5 separate regions of the Mus musculus genome follow, and regions 2, 3, 4 and 5 are each linked to region 1. A link is a contact called in public HiChIP or PLAC-seq and promoter capture Hi-C data. All regions are on one chromosome and are shown on one strand. Each heading gives the region's core, a stretch centred on a gene start, on an enhancer-like site or on the middle of the called end of the contact. The rest is flanking DNA. Distances are from core to core; before and after follow the strand shown. Region 1 holds the start of Pik3r1 (phosphoinositide-3-kinase regulatory subunit 1). Region 2 holds the start of Bdp1 (B double prime 1, subunit of RNA polymerase III transcription initiation factor IIIB). Region 3 overlaps Mast4 (microtubule associated serine/threonine kinase family member 4). Region 4 overlaps Mast4 (microtubule associated serine/threonine kinase family member 4). Region 5 holds the start of Cdk7 (cyclin-dependent kinase 7).

What was found. Promoter capture Hi-C pulls out the DNA fragments that hold promoters and counts their contacts. HiChIP or PLAC-seq counts read pairs in DNA pulled down with a chosen protein or histone mark. Capture Hi-C pulls out chosen DNA fragments and counts their contacts.
Region 2: a contact with region 1 is called in a promoter capture Hi-C map of liver, with 2.5 times the contacts expected there. The contact joins the promoter of Bdp1 here to the promoter of Pik3r1 in region 1. A contact is called at or near these places in 1 of 39 promoter capture datasets (pre-B cells) and 1 of 9 other capture datasets (liver).
Region 3: an H3K4me3 HiChIP or PLAC-seq map of embryonic stem cells shows a contact between it and region 1, with 9 times the contacts expected there. The contact joins the enhancer-like site here to the promoter of Pik3r1 in region 1. A contact is called at or near these places in 7 of 39 promoter capture datasets (the HPC-7 cell line, HPC-7-derived erythroid cells, embryonic stem cells and 4 more), 4 of 484 Hi-C or Micro-C datasets (LSK cells and embryonic stem cells), 11 of 115 datasets of contacts at active chromatin or transcription factors (astrocytes, embryonic stem cells, large pre-B cells and 3 more) and 3 of 9 other capture datasets (adipose tissue, embryonic stem cells and liver).
Region 4: a promoter capture Hi-C map of hippocampal neurons shows a contact between it and region 1, with 2.2 times the contacts expected there. The contact joins the enhancer-like site here to the promoter of Pik3r1 in region 1. A contact is called at or near these places in 2 of 39 promoter capture datasets (embryonic stem cells and hippocampal neurons), 5 of 115 datasets of contacts at active chromatin or transcription factors (acute myeloid leukemia, embryonic stem cells and stem cell-derived neural progenitor cells) and 1 of 9 other capture datasets (embryonic stem cells).
Region 5: a contact with region 1 is called in a promoter capture Hi-C map of adipose tissue, with 4 times the contacts expected there. The contact joins the promoter of Cdk7 here to the promoter of Pik3r1 in region 1. A contact is called at or near these places in 1 of 484 Hi-C or Micro-C datasets (embryonic stem cells), 1 of 115 datasets of contacts at active chromatin or transcription factors (large pre-B cells) and 1 of 9 other capture datasets (adipose tissue).

What each region holds. Positions count from the first base shown.
Region 1 is chr13:101,766,846-101,769,704 of GRCm38.p6, forward strand. Pik3r1 (phosphoinositide-3-kinase regulatory subunit 1) reads right to left here and starts at 1,372. Exons shown (of 16, transcript NM_001077495.2): 1 at 1,132-1,372.
Region 2 is chr13:100,102,649-100,105,507 of GRCm38.p6, forward strand. Bdp1 (B double prime 1, subunit of RNA polymerase III transcription initiation factor IIIB) reads right to left here and starts at 1,422. Exons shown (of 39, transcript NM_001081061.1): 1 at 979-1,422. The coding sequence starts at 1,190.
Region 3 is chr13:102,898,003-102,900,861 of GRCm38.p6, forward strand. All of the region lies in intron 4 of Mast4 (microtubule associated serine/threonine kinase family member 4), which reads right to left. Among named protein-coding and RNA genes, the nearest start is that of Gm30106, 8.4 kb to the right of the region's middle. Within about 2 kb of position 1,474, at least 173 of the 459 cell types and tissues checked have an H3K27ac peak or open chromatin away from gene starts, as enhancers often do. A contact at or near this core is called in the HPC-7 cell line, LSK cells, adipose tissue and 5 more, where this site is marked.
Region 4 is chr13:102,809,430-102,812,288 of GRCm38.p6, forward strand. It overlaps Mast4 (microtubule associated serine/threonine kinase family member 4), which reads right to left. Exons shown (of 29, transcript NM_175171.3): 6 at 1,072-1,141. Among named protein-coding and RNA genes, the nearest start is that of Gm17160, 49 kb to the left of the region's middle. Within about 2 kb of position 1,437, at least 76 of the 459 cell types and tissues checked have an H3K27ac peak or open chromatin away from gene starts, as enhancers often do. A contact at or near this core is called in hippocampal neurons, where this site is marked.
Region 5 is chr13:100,729,576-100,732,434 of GRCm38.p6, forward strand. It overlaps Cdk7 (cyclin-dependent kinase 7), which reads right to left and starts at 1,367. Exons shown (of 12, transcript NM_009874.3): 1 at 1,199-1,367; 2 at 883-942. The coding sequence starts at 1,264.

The sequences.
Region 1 (2,859 bases), core at 122-2,621:
CACTGTCTGACAAAGAGGAAAAAGACAGGAAAAGAAAAGGGGGAAAATTAAGTCCTAAAATCATGAAACCCCTAAATAAAGCATAAATTCACACCAGTACAGCAATAGAGCCTGCAGCTTCTTCAAGAATTAACGGTGGAAGTGAGACCTTTCCGGTATTACTAGCGCCAGGAGCAGAATTCCCCTGAATACAGTGCCGGCACACAGCATTCAACATGTCACAGCCACTCCGCTCACACCCTTGCGTTATTGTGCGCGAAAGCTGGTTACTAAAATGCATTTCTGTACATGCGTGCCTGGTCAGAGCGTTTCTATTCTCTTTGTCTCGTGATCTGCCGGGCAGTTTCTGCCTTTGGGAAGGAAGTAGCTTGCAGACAATTCCCCCAGATATTTTAGCTCTGGCTTGCACGCGGGCCGGTTCTCCCTGGCCGGCAGCTTAGTGCTGGGCAGGTCCTTCCAGGGTCGCCCCGCGTTAGGAAAAGCTGGATTTCCGGGCGGTGCCAGGATCCCACTCATTATGCCTCCAGCAACCTGCCCAAGCCCGGCGGGCGCCAGACGCCGAGCTAGAGCCCCAGCCACCGACCGCCCCGAGGAGCACTTCCCCCACCCCGGAAGAGGAGGGAGGCAAACTTCGGAGGGCGGGGGCTGGGGGCGAGCTCCGGGGACCACCATGGCCCAGCCTGGCCGGAGACCCCGGCTGGGGCTCCGGGCCTGGAGGGTACGCCGCGCTAACGCAAAGGCAGCGATCCAGGCACTCTCCTCGCGCGCTCCCGGCTTCGGAAAGCTGCAGGGCGATCGGGGACCCTCGGAAGCGTGAGGTGACGGAGGAGGAGGGGAGCCGGTGACCGCTGGCAACTCCAGGACCGAACGCTCCGGGTAACGAGCACAGCCCGCCCGGGGTGGCACGAAGGAAATGAGAGCAGGAGGTGGCTGCGACCAAGCAAGCTGGTCACTGGCCGGAGAAGGCTTCCAAGTGGCCGAGAGATGCTGGCGACTGGGAGCTGGCAGCCTGCTCGCTTCCCCTTGAGTGGCTCGGCAGCAGAAGTGGCTGCCGGTGACAGGAAGAGCAGCGGCCGTGCGCGTTCGCACCGCTTCCCCCTCCCGGGCACACCGGGACCCGCCGCCGCCTACCTCCGGGTCGGCTCGCTTCCTTCCTCTGCCCAGCCTGGGCTTCAGCGGCCTCTGAAGCTCCCAGCTCCCAGGCTCCTGCGATCCAGCTGCGACCTGCCGTCGCTTCGCTGTCCCGGTTCCTTGGCTGCACAGCCGTCCTCACCGCTACCGCTGCCGCTGCCGCTGCCGCTGCTTCCTCCAACTCGGCTCCAGCTGCTAGCTACTCCTCTCCCTGAGCGGCGCAGCTCCAGCGCCAGGCGCCAGCCCCACCCCGGGCCCGCCCCTGCGCCCCGCCCCCAGATACACACCAATCAACGCCCGAGACCCCGCCCCCCAGCGCCCGAGCCGCGCCCTCCGCCTCTGCCAGTCTCCGGGAGGGCTACCAAGGTCTAGGAGCTACGCTCTGTGCTGCCGACCCTACCCCGCACCCCTCGCTGCCCTCGCCCCCGCCCCCGGCTCGGGGATGCCCCGGGCGACTGGACGGCGCGCGCCCTCCGCTACGGAGCGCTCTAACTCTGCGTGCTTGGGGCTGGCTCGCCTGCGGGGCGTCGCCCAGGCCCGAAGCAGGGAGTTCAAATGGGGATGGGGGTGGGGGGTGGGAAATAAGTTCAGGCCTCTCTGGAGCCCAGCCGGCTGCCTGCGAGACCCTGCCTCTTTCGAATCCACTAGAGCTTCAGGACAGTGGCTGGGTTCAGGAAGATGCAGATGCGAGGGCTCGCCAAAGCGGGGAGGCCCTGTAATTCCTGGCCTTGCCTGCCCAGCTTCCCTAGTGGTCAGAAAAACCGCGCCACCCGGCGTGGCACTCCCGGGGTGAAGGAGGGGTGAAAGGGTGAGCTGGAGCAACGAGTGCCCGCCGCCTGCAAAAGCCTGGCACGGCTGCCTCCAGGAACCAAGGCGGGATCTAGAGGAAAAGGAGTGTTCTGTGAGGAGGGCGCATACCGGGTGATCTCTGGCAGTCCTTGCAAGGCAGAGCCTATGTAGGTCATTCAGCCAGTCCACCGCCTTCTAACGCTTCTGATAGGCTGGAGAAACTCAAATGAAGTCTATGGTTTGTTAGATGTAAAAATGTAGATCCTTGGAGTAGAAACCACTATGGAAGCTGCTCAAGAAAAAAGTGATAATGGCTCAGCCTTCCCAGATAAGAAAGGATGATAGCCCCGTGTTTTGTCTTCATAAAAACGTTCAAGAACTCATGGACTTTTTAAATTTTGCTCCCAAAATATGTCTTATTTTGTAGTTCAGGAACCTGTAGCCACCCACCCTTCTTGCCCTAAAGATCCCTTTTGCAGCTATTCTGGCAACAAAATGCTTTTTCTTAACCAAGAACTTAGTCTGTTGTCAAATTCTAAATTTGGTAGTGTATTACTGTGAGTTTTGGAAGCAGAGGGAAAAAATGAAATTCACAGTTTATGTTAAACAAATGCAGTCACGTTTAAAGGTGACGCCCATTCTAAAAGAAGAGATCTCAGTACACAATTCAGGTACTAATGTTTCTGGTACTCTTGGTATCTAATAAAGACAAAAGCAGGCTGCTACCCACATCACATTTAAGAATTTGCCTACCCATTGGACACGCAAACTTTATATGCCCCAGTACAGGGGAACGCCAGGGCCAAAAAGGGGGAGTGGGTGGGTAGGGGAGTGGGGGTGGGTGGCTACGGGGGACTTTTGGTATAGCATTGGAAATGTAAATGAGCTAAATACCTAATAAAAAAATGGAAAAGAAAAGAAAAAAAAAGAATTTGCCTA
Region 2 (2,859 bases), core at 172-2,671, 1.7 Mb before region 1:
TAAATTGTACCATCTCCCTGTCACTTAATGTGATTACTTACTGGCTTTTTCCTCTGTATATTATAAAACACTACAGTCACCATATTAACCCGTCACATATTTAATTTGTACCATCACCTTTCTCCACTGTTTTGTTTTTTGAGACGGGTTCTCACTATGGGGCTGACTGTCCTAAAGCAGGGTGGCCTCTGCCTCCCTATTGCTAGGACTAAAGTTGTGACACCATACTCGGTCTCATCACCTTTTTTTGAAAGTAATCAAATTTTTTTTTTTAGTAAATTTGGGGGAACTATTCTACCATGTGGCATGTAAGGCAGTTTATGTAATCCTATCTGATCTCACAATATTGTCCTAAAGGAGGTACTAACTTGACACCAGGAACAAATTTTCTCTGAGAACAACCTACTTAAACTTGCTAAGCTAAGTAGGAGCGTCCTAAATTCAAATGTGGTATTTGTCACTAAAGCCAGGCGTCTTGATTCAGGAAACGTAGTTACAATAAAGAAGTATGCACTCGAACCAAAATAAGTAACCTAAGCCTCTTCCCTTTGACTCAGGGGCAGGGCGTTTACCTAACACTCCATGAGGCCTTGGGTTCAACCGCATCACCGCGTGGAGGGAGGAAAAAAAATCAGCACTGGTGCTCTCCTTTCAAAAATAAATATCCACAAAATGAAAATCCCAAAGTGCTTTCAGTGTAAAGTACTCCAGGACAATTAATTAAATTTCCAAGTGATGGTGCGTCTACATTCTTGACTTCAAAATCCTTAAGCCTGGATTCCCATCTCTGTAAGATAAGGCAAGACACTGTCTCCTCGGGAATCTTAAGATCGTGACAGAGTCATAGTAGTCGCACCCTCAGATCACGGAATAAAACTACAACTAGAAGTGGTTTCATCCAGCTCAAATCAAAAGCTTGTTGCAGGAGAGGTGCTCCGTGGTAAAAATCCAACAGCTCAGCTTGATAGAAGACCTTACCTGCTCCCGGGAGCCTGTTCCTGGGGTTCTGCTCCCCCGGAATCCACTGCAGGCACATCTGTGGGCTCCGCTGGCTTCGGAGCTGACTCGGTGGCAGGCTCCGGAGGCCTGGGAGCCTCTGGTCCACGCTGGGGATTGGGAGCGGCGGAGCCCCTGGTCCCTACACCAGGCCTGACATTTGGCTTCACGCTAAGGCGTGCCCTGCGGAACATGGCGGAGCCAGGGGGCCGAGAGCGGCGGCTCCGCGGCCGCGCTCAGCCCAGAGCCCCGGCCGCTGCCCGCAGGCTGACACTCTCACCCTCCCACACGTCCACAACCACCAGTCCAGCGCTGGCTACCGCAGTTTTGCGCCCCCTCCGCCTCCTCCGCTCTCCCGCCACCGCCTCCTCTTCATGACCCTGCCACACTAAAAGCTAAGTTTCTCCTCCCCGCGTCCCGGCTCGCGAAAGGCGCCGGAAGCAATGCGTAATCATTCGGCGCCGACGATGACGTCAGACTCCGGGCGCCGGGAGCCATAGCAACTGCAACGCTCTGTAGCTTCGGTTACCTGTAAACCAGAGATTTTTTTTTTTTTTTTTTTTTTTGATTCGAAGACAGATATTCTTTCCTTTGTAAGACCTTGGGAGTTGTTGAAAAGAGAGAGCGGAAGCAGCTGAATCCTCCAGGTCAAACTTTTTTTTTTTTTTTTTTGGGGGGGGGGCCGTTTCGAGACAGGGTTTCTCTGTGTAGCCCTGGCTGTCCTGGAACTCACTCTGTCGACCAGGCTGGCCTCGAACTCAGAAATCTGCCTACCTCTGCCTCCCAAGTGCTGGGATTAAAAGCGTGCGCCACCCCTGCCTGCCCGGCTCAAACTTTTAATTTCTCGCCAGTGGTGCTAGGGTTTGAACCCAGGATCCCTCACAAACCCTGCATTCTCGGCATGCACACTGCCATGGAACGTCCATCCCCAACCTACTTAACTGAATCTTTTATGAACTATTAAGGAGTTTTCGAGAAGAGTCAAAGTGTGCAAGAATGCAGAGCATGGTGGTGCGTGCCTGCAATCCCAGCACTGGAGAAACCGAAATAAAGAGGTCACAAGTTCCGAGCCCTGGACTATCTGACAAGACTTACCTCAAAATTACAATAAGATAAAATAGTATGAGAGTAGTGCCTTAGCACCAGTGCATCCCCAGAGCATAGAACCTGTTTGTTTTAGGGTTTTTGAGACAGGGCCTCTTATAGCTAAGGCTGCCCTTCAACTCTTGATCCTCCTGCCTGCACGGGCTCAATGTTGAGATTACAGGTATGTATAGGCTACCATACCCTGCTAGGAAAAAAAAAAGTTTTAACTATGAGTATGGAGAGAGCGAGTTTGCGGGAGACTGAAAAGTTACAGGTAGTTATCAGACTCCTGATGCTGGTGCTGGGAACCAAAACTAGGACCTACTGGAAGAGCAGGAAATGGATCTACTGAGCCATCTGTCCAACCCCCAACCTCCGCCAAGAAATTTTTAATTGAGTAAAAAAAAAGGTTGAAATTCTGTGTGAGGAAATCGCAAAGAGAAGCCATGAAACACTTCACAGGACATCCACTATATGGGCTTTTGTACACTTTAAAATAAAAACTGTCAAAAATGATTATACTCCACATTTTGCACACGAATGTTGCAAAATTTATTGCTTCCAGAGATATCAACGGAGCAATAAATAAGACATTGTATGTTACAGAGGAGAAAATACAAAATAAATGAACAAGATCAACAAGAATATATTAAATATGATGAGATTTCAAGGGTGATGGAAGAGTCCTGCGGTACTGGCAGTAGGGCAACTTGACAAGGAAAATAGGTATCAGATTGCAAACCAGCCTCTGCTACATGAAACCTTTTCAGAAGAGAG
Region 3 (2,859 bases), core at 224-2,723, 1.1 Mb after region 1:
AAGGGAAGAGCTACTTTTATTCTAACCAATACACAGAAGACTCCCCACAGAGTTGTATAGCTCCAGCCCAGTTCCAAGCCTTCTTCCTCTACAGACCCATAGGGACTAAGGATTTTTTGATACCAATATCTACCAGCTTTTTAGTCTCTATTGCAAAGCTTATGACTCCCCTGCTTTAAAAGATACTATTTAAACTCCTGATACCAGATATATTTGTAAAGAAAACCAGGCAAAGCCATAAAAGACTAACACATTCTTTCTCATATCCTACCTCCCTGTCCCAGTATCCTGGACCTTAAAGCAGCCAGCCAGAGAAGCACAAACGCACTGCCTAGTTACAGGGTGAAGAGCTGTGACTCCTTCTCCAAAGCATAAGCTTCCATGTCCTCATCGATTATTTCCAATGCATTTTTTTTTTTTTGGAAACCCACTTTTTTCACTTTATACATTCCTCACTGCTCTGCCTCCTCCTCCATCACCATACACCTGAACATTACAGGGCAGCAGTGACAACTTGGGAGCTCCCATTCTGAGCCAGGCTGGCCTTGAACTCTGAGAATCCACCTGCCTTTGTTCTCCTGATTGCTGCGATCTGGTCAGCCTTAAGGGGGAACTGCAGAGACTGTCAGAACTCCCTATGCTAGGCGGAAACCCAGGCTCTCAGCAGACAGCAGCAAGAGCCGTATATACCAAAGTCTTGGAGTAGAGCCCTCTCTTCCCTGGATGAATTATTCGGGGAAAAGGCTGGGCACGGTGTGGCAGGGCCGGGGAGGAGGGGTGAGCTCTACAAGGCAGCTTCAGGGCACATTAGCCAAGCTGGAGCTGACTGGATGAGAGGATGACAGGGCGAGTCCTGCAGCAATAGGCAAGGCACAGTGGAGAACGTGAAGACAGGAGAGGGATGAAAGGAAGCAGTTATGAAACAGGCCTGGGCAAGGCCAGGAGTGGGAGGAAATGGCTCAGGGACTCAGGGAGGGGCCTAGCCCGCAGGTCAGGCGTGGAGAGGCGAGGAGGAGCCACAAGTGGGGCCTGGTTTCGGCCACCTGTGGAACCAGCTGCTGAGAAACGGCCTGGTGCCAGGGCTCAGGAGGGAGCCAACAGTGAGGGGAATTAGGCCCAAGAAGATCCGGGGCTTTATGTGGGTTCATATGTCTGTTTGCGGACAGGGTCTCACAGTATAGCCCCGGCTAGCCTAAAACTTGTCCCATAGACCAAATAGCCTGAACATGCAGCAATCCTCCTGCCTCTTCCACCAGAGTGCTGCTGATATTACAGGTGTAGGCTACCGCACCCAGCTGAGTCAAGGCTTTAAAGTGAAACTCCAGCAGCAAGCTCAGAGGGAAGAGAAGGAGAGGGGAGGGGAGGAGAGGGGAGGGGAGAGGAGGGGAGGCGAGGTTCACAGGCTGTGGGAGGAACTTGAACTTCCAGGGAGGATGTGAAAAGGAAACTTCTGCCCTTGCCAACTCTGGTGATGGAGCAGCCCATGGGGTGAGCAGACGGTGAGTAAGGGGATGTGATTCAGGAACGAGGCTCCTGGGCTGCCTGAACATATAAGGCTTGGTGCCACGATGCATGACCTCTGGGTTTATCTGCCCACAAAAGGTGGTCACCACCCAATCTGCATTTCCTTGCTTCACACCAACCGTGCTGGTCAAATGACAACTCAGAGTACCACTGGACAACTGTTGATGCTGGGGGCACTGATGGTCTCCCCACTGTGTGAGCCAGAGACAACACTCACGCACGCATGCACACAGGCCACCCTTCACTCTTGGGGGACTTATCCCCTTGAAAGTCATCTCTGCCCATTCCTTCAATGACGCTGTTTTTCTTCCAGACTAAGATAATCTACACCTCCCATGGTATAAATGATGGTTTCCAGGTCAATGCCCTATACCTAAATTCAACTTCCTGTCTGGGGACTTTCTTTTTGTCCTTCCTGCCTCAAGAGACTTTGATGTTGCCAGACAGTTGCCCCCCCCCCAAATGTTTCTCACAGTCTTCAGCCTCCCTTTAAATATTACCTTTTCAAAGGGACTTCCCTAGCCTCTTTATTTAAAGCAGTCCCCACTCCACACCCACAAGGTTACTCTCTCTCTCTCTCCCTCTCTCCCTCTCTCCCTCTCTCTCTCTCTCTCTCTCTCTCTCTCTCTCTCTCTCTCTCTCTCTCTCTCTCCCTTCCACACTCTTGCAGCTGTCGGAACACTGACCCCAATTTGGCAATGGGCTTCTTTAGATATCTGTTTACTGGTGAGGCTGACTTATTCACTACTGTAGTCCTTGCCTCAGCATGAACGGAAGGCAGGAATGAATTCCCAGTGGTCCTTCAAACAGAATCAAAACTCCACAAATGTGGTTTTAACTGTGTGTGTGGGAGGAGGGGGATACAAGAAGCAACTCCAGGTATCCATCCCCCCCACCCTACTACCCCCGCTCCAACCGGCCTTCTCCCATTCCCCACGTTTGCGTGTTTGCTGACTACCACCCAGATGGCCCTCAAGCCAAAACCACTTTCCAGGGCCACGGTGGAATCCTTGCTTGTCCAAGGACAATGGCTCACTGACTGGCTCCTATCAAGTTAAGAAGTTCACATCCTTAACTTCTCTCCCAGGTAGCAGATCCTTTCTGTAAACCTTACAAAGTTTCAGCTAGGCCGATGCAATGGTTTAATGACTGACTGACTGGTGTGAAGATCTCACCCTGCTTCCAGGCCGGAGCTCCCCAGAGTCACTCACTAGTCACCCCCTTTCTCTCCCCACTGGATTAAGGATAGGCTACTTCAGCTCTCCTCAGCCACGCTGCTGACTACCCATGCCGTCATGACCGTGGTGATGTCAACAGCTAAGATTTATTCATTGT
Region 4 (2,859 bases), core at 187-2,686, 1.0 Mb after region 1:
GGTTTGGGACATGCTATCTGAATTCACGTTGGGGTATAATTAAGTCTGTGAGAAATTCTTACAAATCAATGGGACATCCAGACCATAAACTAAATTTATTCTGAATATTTGGAGACCTGAAGGGGCATTTTGCAATCTGTCTTTCCTGGGTGGAGGAAGCAAGCCACATATGTGAGAAGAGAGAAGGATGTTTGACTGAGAAAAACATACTAATTCAGAATCCAGAAGAAAGGGCTGAGGCTACAGCAAGGGGACCAGCCCGGGAAAAGCTTGGACGTTAAAGGTGTCAAGTAAGGACACTTCCTCTTAACTCAGTTCCCTAGGAGCAGAGGCATAGCGCCTAAGCATTTGCTGCCTAATTCTAAGTATAACAGTAGTAGAAGAGAGCTCCAGATATATTGGCGCACGCCTTTAATGCCAGCATCTAGAGGCAGAGGCAGGTGGATATCTGAGTTCGAGGCCAGCCTGGTCTACAGAGTGAGTTCCAGGACAGCCAGGGCTACACAAAGAAACCCTGTCTGGAAAAAAAAAAAAAAAAACAAAGTATTTCTTAGCTCTGTCATTCAATTGTTCCCAAGTTCACATCTTGTAACCCAGAGTCTCATTTTTACAAAAAGGACAACATATGACAAAAACAAAAGCTTGTACCAGGACATAGATGAATATTGCCTGCATAACAACATCTCAAAAAAAAAAAAAAAAAAAAAAAGGTCAGTAAAAATCTGTTCAGGCTGAATCATGCTTGCTCTAAAGATGGGAGAAAACCCAGAGAGAAGGACCTCCCTGCCTTCACAGGGGCTCACATTTAGCAAAGGACCAGGAGAACTCTCTAATGCTAAGACAGAAGTCATCACGAAACAGTTAAAGCCAGTGTGTTCAATGTAACAAGGTCCTTTGGTTGCAGAAGGCTTTATGTGATAATGAAAAGGCTCTCACAAGACAGAGCCCTGAAAGAGAAGGTGGGAGGAGGAAGGGGGTTGTGTGTGTGGGGGGGGGGGGGCGGGGGAGGGGGACTCGAGCAGAGACATCCCGAGGGACCACTTTATGTCCCACTCAAATGGCCATCCTTACCTCCTCGCAAATGAGAAATGGGCTGAGGCACTGGGGGAGAAATTCCTTGGACTGTCTTGAGGGCTATTTCCTGTGGAGAGAGAAAGAGAAATGAGCAACCTCATTTTGTTTTTGTACCATTATCCATATCCAGAATCTTCTTTCCAGTAATCAGTTTCTTTACAGTTCTACAAAATAGCATTTCCTCTAATAATGTTTCAGCTTTGCCTCGAGCAGGGATCTGGGAAGCAGTCGAGGTGGGGTTGGGGGTGGGGATGGGGGTGGGAGAACACCAAGTTCCAGCACAGCCTTCCAAGTGGGCCAAGCAAGGGAATACACATGGTCACCACTATAACCTAAACAGGTTGGTCTGTGGAATAATGAGCACATACACGTTCAGTGTTATATCTTCAGAAGCTAACATTTACGTGGGAGGGAAGCTCAGGCTGTCCTAGGAGGTGCATTTTATTTTGTGGCAGGCAGCCTTGATATGAAAGAAAGAGAAAAAAAAAGTCTTGAAAGGGGGAGGCTTGGATTCCAAGGCATACATTTAAAAGAGAGTTGTGTCAAGACTAATAAAATACGAAGGAGAATCCAGCCATCTGTACCTATTTCTAAAATGTCTCAGGCTCTATCTTAGCATGGCTGGAAGAACCTGGCAGGATTAACCCTCGCCAATATTGTCTTCAGCAAGCCCCATGTCTCTAAGCGGCTGGAATGTGACTGGCCAGGCAGAAGATTCTAAAAGCCATGGCCACAGGGAGATGGCAGCACTCGCCTCTCCTCGAGTCCTCCACAGGCCGAGAAGGAGCACAGGAAGGAGGGCAGCTCCCTGGGGGCTTGTTACTTTCTCCATCAGCCGGCTCAACCTGCTGCTGATCATTGACAAGGCTTGGCAGGCAGCTGGCGAGGGCAAGTTCAGGACACTCCAGACCACGCTGCTTCCCCTGCATATTTAATGAGACGCGCTGCATTGTGGGAGGACCACTTGGGAATGGAGCTGGTTTCGGGAAGGAGGTGAGAAAAGGCTGCAAAGTAGCTCTGTAGTTTCTTGAAAAGTGGAGAGATAGATCGGGGAAGATGCCCTTCATCCCCAATAGTACCACCACTGCTGTGGCACTGGCTCAGTGAGAGTGACCACTGTAGTCAGCTATAAGGAATGCCCAGCTGCGGGAGGTAAACGATTTGTTATTAGTGTGCTAAAGAAGAAACAGCCTAACACCTAAAGGACTGTAAGTTTAGTGTTACCTCGAGGACTTCTTACACTGGCTACATCTCCACTGAAATTTTTCAATTAACTTAAGGTTGCAAATTTTATAGTGTTGTCTTCAACAGATGCTATTAACTTTATGACAGCACAATCAAAGCCATTCAACGGGGAAGCGCTGAGAAGCCGTTTCTTTATAGAGAGGCAAGGAGCAGTCCCCCTGCCACAGTGAAATTTATCATGTCTTTACATCTGCTGTTCCCGGGGCCCCTGGAGGAATGGATTTTGCTTTTGCCGTCCAGTAATCCAGGATTCATTCTGTCTGTTTATCTACACAGCAAATTAACTTATTTTGATTTCTCTCAACAGCATTCATTTCCCCCACTCCTAATTTAGCGTGTGTGTCACCCTCTGCATTCTGTGAAAAAGCTCAATAATTTCAGGATGGCTAAAAGCCCTTGCTTCCTAAGGGGGTAACATAATGCGTGGAATCATTGTATAGAGGTTGGGGTTGGTTTTTTTGTTGTTACTGTTTGTTGTAAGTTTGGGAATATATTCATGTTGCTTGTACACCATGGAGAGCAAACGACCAGTAAATTATT
Region 5 (2,859 bases), core at 117-2,616, 1.0 Mb before region 1:
CTATAGATGTCAGCAGAGGAACGAAGCTCAACCAACTGCTCTGTTCTAATGCCTCCACATTCCTAGCTGTGCGACCCTCAAGTCATCTAACTAGCCTCAGGTACCTCAAAGGGGAGGCAAAGACACTTTACCTATTTCACGGACTATTTGGAGGTTAAGTGGGGGAAGAAAAAAAAAATAGTCAAAAGTGTTTGGCACACAGGAAATTATATCAGGGTGTTGTTAATGAATTTAAGTTTTAAGAATACTTAAATCTTTCTAGAAATTACACTATTATCAGTATTGCTGATGCCAATGAAAACCTTCGTGTATAGATAACACACCTTTAACAACCTTTGACATGGAAAGACCATGCCATCCAAAAGGACTGAAGAGACGCTGTCCTTGCCTCCATAGCCAACAACCAACTTTTAGGGGATGAAACGTTTTAACTTGAACAAAAACTGTTTCAGCCCGAGTTCCATCTTGAAACACAGGATACTAATAAATACTACTGTCTATAGAGTTCTTGTAACTCCTTCAATCAGTGTGACTGTGAGCAGTAAGATGAAGCCGAAGGTAGCCCATGTCTGTAATGCCCGGCACTCGGGAGGCAGAGGCAGAAGGATTTCCACGAGTTGGGAGACCAATCTGGACTCCATAGCAAGACTATCTCACAGACAGCCATCCATCAACTGTTAATGCACGGGCATTTACTCTCTAAGAGTTGCCTGGCGTGGTGGAGTACGCCTGCAAACCTGCAAACCCCCCAAACCCCCAAACACAAAGCAGAAGGGTTAAGGCTCGCAGCAAGTTCTAAATAGCGAGGTCCGTGCCAGCAAGGGCTACGTGGCAAGCAAGACGCAAAGACTGGAGAGGAAACAACATAAAAAGGCAACTCACTTTCTTAATGGCGACGATTTGGTTGGTGTTCTTGTCCCTGGCCTTATAGACCGTCGCAAACTAGAAAGGGGAACAGTAACAAAGTCGTAAGAGGTCTTTCTTTACCTGCTGGTTGGTTTTTGGCCCTTCCCCACCTCCCCCTTTTAAGAACAAAGAAGCCCTGATTCTGGAGGGGACTGGCCACGGCCTGCTACGTGGTCTGGAGGCCTCTTCTTCAGCAGGGAAGAAGCAATTCAGGGATGGTGACAAGGGGACCGAGCAGCCGGCGGTGGCCAGGCTGTGCCTGCCTGCGCGAGAACTCAGCCCCAGGCCTCACCTGTCCCTCTCCGAGGAAGTCCAGTTTCTCATAGCGCTTCGCTCGAGACTTCACGTCCACAGCCATGCGAGTGAGAAACCAGACCCGGGCACCCAAGCTAAGCCCTCCACCCCGCAGGAATTTAAAGCGTCCGAAAGCTGCCCAACAGCTACTTCCGGTCGCTGGACGCACACGACCTACGGGTCCCGCCCATACTTCCGCTGTGGGCGGGGCCAGTCCTACGGAAGCTGAGTTGGGCCGCGAACCCTGCCCTTCCCCGCTGCCACGTGCACACAGTACCCGGAAGCTGTGCTGTCCTAGACTGCAGTCAGTGTCCATTTGTTACTGGATTTTGTCTTTAACGTGGATTTTTTTTTTGCTTCCAAAGATGATAGGCCAGGGTTCTGACGTGGTATTTCTAAGTTCGGAATGTAGCAGAAGTGTAAGGGCTTGCCCTTGCAGCTGTCTTGCTTTGCGTTACTGTGTCGCCTGAGTCTCTATGGACACCAAACCCCTCCATTTGTTTTGTTTTGTTTTTCTTTTTGTGCATGTTTTTTTCCTCCCCCCCCCCCCCACTAATTTATTGACTTATTCTCTTTACATCCTGATCTCTGCCCCACTTCCTCCAATCGGGTACCCCTCCCCGTCCCACCCTCAAGTTCTTAAAGGCTGATTTATGAAGAAACAGGCCCAGGAAATCAAAACCAAGTCCTACTGAATGCTATAGAATGAGCCTTTGGTCTTATAAAAATTTGAAACTAATGATTTAAGAAAAACATACAGGGGCTGGTGAGATGGCTCAGCAGATAAAAGCACTGACTGCTCTTTGGAAGGTCCTGAGTTCAAATCCCAGCAACCACATGGTGGCTCACAAACACCTGGAATGAGATTTGACGCCCTCTTCTGGTGCATCTGAAGACAGTTACAGTGTAACTAGTTATAATAAAAAATAAATCTTAAAAAAGAAAAAGAAAAACATACAGAGCCTTTACACATAGTAACAGTGTTTGCTATGTAATTAATGATTTCACTTTAAGCCTAGCTGTCAATTACTGGCTCCAGCAATGGTTTCCTTTTGAGTCATATCTTTGTTTCCAGTTTGCAGGGTAGAGGGTGGTTTTGTTGAGGCCTCAATTCCCTGGTGGATTTAAGAATTGATCTTCGGGCTGGTGAGATGGCTCAGTGGGTAAGAGCGCCCGACTGCTCTTCCGAAGGTCCAGAGTTCAAATCCCAGCAACCACATGGTGGCTCACAACCATCCGTAATGAGATCTGACTCCCTCTTCTGGAGTGTCTGAAGACAGCTACAGTGTACTTACATATAATCAATAAATAAATCTTTTAAAAAAAAAAAAGGAAAAAAAAAAAAAGAATTGATCTTCGGCTGGGCAGTGGACTGGGAGGCATAGGCAGGCTGATTTCTGAGTTCCAGGCCAGCCTGGTCTACAGAGTGAGTTCCAGGACAGCCAGGGTTACACAGAGAAACCCTGTCTTGAAAAACCAAAAAAAAGAGTTGATCCAAGGGCTAGAGAGATGGCTCAACATATAAGAGCACTGACTGCATATTCCAAAGGTCCTGAGTTTAATTCCCAGCAACCATATGGTGGCTTATAAGATCTAGTGTCCTGTCATGCAGGCATACGTGCAAATAGAGGACTCCTGATCTCCAAGCCCCTTAATACT